Regions from separate parts of the Gossypium arboreum genome. Here region 1 is linked to region 2. Evidence: chromatin contacts called from public Hi-C data. All regions are on one chromosome and are shown on one strand. Each heading gives the region's core, a stretch centred on a gene start, on an enhancer-like site or on the middle of the called end of the contact. The rest is flanking DNA. Distances are from core to core; before and after follow the strand shown.

What was found. A called contact is a pair of places that touch in the nucleus more often than the background predicts.
Region 1: a contact with region 2 is called in a Hi-C map of leaf, with 2.0 times the contacts expected there. The contact joins the enhancer-like site here to the promoter of LOC108460956 in region 2. A contact is called at or near these places in 3 of 5 Hi-C or Micro-C datasets (all in leaf).

Annotation. Positions count from the first base shown.
Region 1 is chr12:77,703,638-77,706,337 of ASM2569848v2, reverse strand. No RefSeq gene overlaps it. Among protein-coding and RNA genes, the nearest start is that of LOC128285260, 88 kb to the left of the region's middle. Within about 2 kb of position 1,382, at least 2 of the 2 cell types and tissues checked have an H3K27ac peak or open chromatin away from gene starts, as enhancers often do. A contact at or near this core is called in leaf, where this site is marked.
Region 2 is chr12:77,279,595-77,282,294 of ASM2569848v2, reverse strand. LOC108460956 (transcription factor TGA1-like) reads left to right here and starts at 1,312. Exons shown (of 9, transcript XM_053023230.1): 1 at 1,312-2,509.

The DNA of each region.
Region 1 (2,700 bases), core at 133-2,632, 420 kb before region 2:
ATAAATTTTAAGTTTCGTTTTAGTGTAAATTTTAATCCATATTATTTGATTTTGCTTGTACCAGATAAAATATGGTGTATGAGTCAATACGAAAAATTTTAATTTTAAAAATGTTTTGAAATTAATTTTTATTATTTATTTGTACCAAAAATTAATTTTAAAATTAATTTTAAATTTAAATACATTTTATTACTTATTTTGAATTTTTGAATTATGAATTGTTATAGAATTATAGGGATGATCTTATTGTTTAATTTATGGAATAATTTATATTTTATATAATTGATGAGTATCTTATTTTATATTTTTGGTATTTTAAAATTTACATAATATTTTATATTTATTTAATCTTATTATTTAATTTTGTAACTATTTATATATATATATATATATCGAATGTTTTTAAAAATAGTAATAAATCTGAAATGGTATATTGAAATAAATTGGAAACGATATGTTTTAATATTAGTAAAAAAACGATATATCCACTAATACGATACTAACTACGTTAATAAACGACCCTTCAAGTTACTTGGTTGATGAATTTAATGCATGGGTTAATGAAAATTATTTGTTTGATGTGGATACTATGGAGGTGATTTTACTTGGTGAGATATTCATTCTAAGGATCAAAATATTTGGGAAAATCATGATAGGGTCCTCATGAATATGGAGTGGAGTAGGCTCTTCCCTAATAGCTTTGGGTTTCTTTCTTTAAAAGGCCTAAGAAAAAGGGAAAAGATGTTCTGAAGCTAAGTGCCAATATGATGAAACAAGTTTTGTGAGAACAAATGGGTACCTCTTTCCTAGTTGAAATGCCCAATAAGAACATGTGATACAACATGAGTGATTTTAGATGTAGTTATCCTTAAATTTTTTTTATTATACAGAGATTAAATTCATCCCAACCTACCAAACAGTTCTTTTTAGAAGGGAGGGATGTTCATAGAGTTTGATCCTAAATGTGAGTGCCACCACCTAATATTATAACCACAAGCCACAACAATTAAGTTGTCGGCAGATATGAAATAGATCGAATCATTGTTTATTGAACATTTAGACAAAAAAGAATTTAGATAAATAAATAGCACATGAATCCGAGTTAGAACAAAAGATCAAATGATCATAAACAGAAATTCTGCTTCTTAACGATTACCAGGGTTTACAAATGAAAAGATTTAAAAAATAATAATTTACAGCTCTTTAGAAGCAATGATTATGAAAAGAAGAAAAGCAAGAAAGAAGTAGAAAATGTATCAAGCAGAAAAGGCCCCATTGAAAGCTGCAACACCAATCGGGGATTTCGGCTCAAAACCCAATTTGAAAACCTCAAGTCTTGGATGCCCAATTTTGGTCTTCAGCTTCAAAGCTAACACTCCTACACAAGAACACAACTCTTGTTGCTTTTCAACCCCGACTTTGTTTCTTGAAATCCTCACCCTCCTTTCATATTCCTCAGCAACAAGCATAGCAATATCAGCCATCTCTTTTAATCTCTGATCTAATATTTCAAAACTGTTAAGGAAAAAGTTATTGATGGGCTGACTTTGATTTTCCTCGGGGAAGTATTTATAACGAGGAATGGATAAGGCTGATAGGTGGGGGCTGAGTTTTGATGTTTAAATATTTATATTTTAATGTGGAACTCGAGGCTCCTTTGGTATTGGTGGTTTTGGGATTTGGTTTGATACGTATATTTTTTTAGGGAAGAAAACAATTACTGGCCTGAAAGCTGAAAAGAAAAACCTGGATAACTGTGAAAATGGGTATTAAAGCAATGGCCAACCTGCTTCTATGCCATTTTCAGGGGTTTATTTGGTTTTTCAGTGGCCCACCTAATGACAGGTACAACGAATTTTAACCATTGTGAAACATGCAGGCAGGGATTTTTTTTCCTGTTTTCTTTATTCTTAAAAAAAAAAATGGCGGGTTTCTTTCTTCTTTATAAAGGTTAAAATGTTCTAGCTATATTCTGAGAAAATTTAAGATTTAGTTTATGTATTTAAAAGTTAAAAATTAAGTTTTATTTTAATATTTAAAATCTCAATTTAATGAATAAAATTATAAAAAAATTATTAAAATTTATCAACTTAAAATTTTAATTATATTATCTTCATGTAACGTCATATATGACTGACAAAAAATAAATATGATAAAATGACAACTTTTAGCAACAATAATAATTAAATTAAAATTTTACATTAAAAAATCATTTTAACTTTAAAATTATAGAGATTTAATCTCAAAATCTATAAATTAACAGGAATTAACAACACATTTTAACCCTTTATAAAATATGTACATAAACAAATCTAATCGTGGAGCTATTCACCTAATTTAATAAGCTCAATCAAGTATGGATCCAACTCAGATAAAATATTTTTAGTCTGAGTAGTAAAATCAAATTTTACTTAAATTATCAAAATGTAATTGCATTGAGTATAATGGTAAAAATATTATATTTTTAAAATATATAATTTTGTATTTAAAAATAATTTTATTGAGAAAACAATCACAAAACCTTAATTTAAATAGTAAAATAAATTATAAAAATATTTCTAAATAGGTAAATGAATTATTTAGATTGAAATTATTTTGAACAACGACTCGGTTCATGAAAACAAATACTAAAATTAAAAATGTAATATGAATTAATCAAATTAACTGTTTTAACATTGGACCGCGGCTGTCCACCAAAAG
Region 2 (2,700 bases), core at 63-2,562:
TTATATAGAGACAATTTTCATATTTAAGGTATCGGCAATTTATTGGACTAATTATTTGAGCTATGTTGATTATATCACTTGGGAAATCATGTATTGATAATTGAATTAAATTAGATTACCTTTATCTGTCGATTGAGTCTTAGTTCAATTAGCATGGACTTTGTTGCCAATGTAAGAGGACGTGAATTCGAATGTGCTAAAGTAACTTTAAATCCTAACTCCATAGTAGAATGAAAAACAAAATCACTATACTCTAACCGTCCACAAAAGAAACAAAACAGAGTCAATTGTTCATATTTAAAACTGAGATAAGAGCAAATTCTTCCTTATATTTGAACCATCATACTCTAAAAATTTTCTAAGAAAATCTCCAATTTTCCTTGCCAATACTTCAGAGAAAAACCCCGGGGGTACTTCATGAATTTGTACCCAAAAATTATCCCTCAAATGGTGCAACATCAACAGATGATTATTAAAAGTCCACAGGGACCCCTTAAGTACCCTCTCCAGATCCATTTTATAGTAAAATCTAAACAAAAATCTTTTCTCCGCTAGATCCAAGATTTGAACCCTTTTTACCAGATGCCAGAAATTTGTCATTATAATCTTCATTGCTGGAAAGTGTATAACGCTTGTTGTTAAAAAACACTCCGCTAAACAAAATTCAACTTCCTCTATACTCGAATCAAGCTCCTTTTGAATATGTATAATTTCCTCTTCCTCATCATCCAAAGACAACGCAGCTAAATCTCTTTCCATTGAAATATATCTACCTCTAAACTAGCGAATCGGCGAAGATAATAAAATTAGAACCCCTGATACAAATAGTGCCGTCAAGATCCTTCAAGAGAACCATAAAACTAACATAAACCTACAAGCAAGAACCTGCCAACGACGATAGACAGAAACATGCTAAAAAGCAGACTTATTGTATATTATTTTTAGATACACATTAATTTCTATATTTATGGCACTATTTCTAATACATTTTAAATATTTTAAATAAATATAATAGTTAAAAATAAAAGAGTGCTAAAGTGAATTTATAACAACAGATAAAAAAACTCATCTATAATATATTCACCTACAAAGTTTGATGTTAAAATACCCTAAACTTGAGTCTAAAGTAAGTATACCAAAGCTTCCTGCACATCCATCTTATATATTTTAGAAATGAGCAAAACATGTTCGTTATTCTTCCAAGAAGATTCAAATTCTTTTTTATTTTAAATTTCCAATACTGTCCTTAGAGAATCTCAGTATATCAAATATTAATAAGCTCACATATTCTTTTCGTTACCCGTCCCTACCCCCGAATTTCTCAATGGAATAGCCGTTACCATCCCACCACCAAAAGCATAAAATCGAAACAAAAAACTTTAAAACCACTTTCCACGCTCCTTGTGAGGTGGTTACACGCACGCGTCAACCACTTCGCCTGAATTTCCCTCCCACGCTCTCACCAAGCGCTTAAACCTAACTTCCCACTAAAGACAAAAACAAATTTCGCCGGGAAAAATGACGTGAGTTATCAAGACAAGGAAGGGAAGAAGGATGTGCGTAGGTTAAGAGGGAGGGGTGCGTAGGATAAGAAGCCACCTGGTGCGCACATTAGCGATAGTGGAAAGATGGGCAATTCTTTAATAATTAATAAATTTGTTTTTTTTAATATAATGTAAAAATTGTTAATGGTATTGCTGTCGACTCAGTATATTGTGTAAGATCACGATAACACAGACAAATGCAAAGTGATAATTAGAAAAAGAAATTTATACGGAAGAATACAAAATATTATTAGTAGAAAAAAAAGAATATTTTAAAAAGAAAATATAAAAGATTGGTGGAACAGTTTGAATGGGGTGTATTAAGGTGTGGTGCTCTCTGTAGGATTGATGTTAGGAGTGATGAGACAGAGGGCGATTTCAGATACAAGAAGGAGCCATTGCCTGTTTAATTTCAACTCTTTTTTTTTTTTTTTTGTGCTGTTTTTGGACCTATAATTTTAGCGGGAAACCCTTTCTAACGACCCTTCAAACGAGAAGGTTGGTTTTTCCGTTTTCTTCTTCTTCTCTCTTTTTTGAAAAATTTTGGTGGGTGTTTGGTTTCCGGGAGAGTTGGGGGAGAAAAATAACACAAAAATATAACATTCAAAAACTGGTTAAGTTGTTTAAACACAGGGTGTTTTCAAGTATTGTGTTTTTCCTTTGAATTAAACTTTTTTTCGGTTTAATTGGAGTTTTCTCTGTTATTTTTGTTTTTATGTAAGATGTAAATTAAGAGAAGTATTGAAATTTTTTGGGGTTAAGGAAATGGATTTTTATTCATTTACTTTTTTGGCTAATTTCATTGGTTCTGGGTTTAGCATTTAATTGTTAGCTATGCATCTTTTATTTCTCTTTTCTCTATCTTGGATGATTTTTTTTTTGTGGAACTTTTGTTCAGAGGTGAAAAAATAGATGGGATAAATATTGATTATTAATCATGTTTCCTTTCAGATTTGATTTTCGGGGTTTGCTTCTTTTTTCTTTTTTCTTTTTTCCATTTTGAATGACTCAAATAGAAGCTCTCAATTCTTCCTTATCCATATTCATATGCTTATGCATAATTTGATTTAAATGTTTTGGGTTTTCTTTGAATTCTTCTTTGTTTTATTCAACCTGTTGCGATTTTGCTAGGATCTACAATTGTTTCAGTGCTATG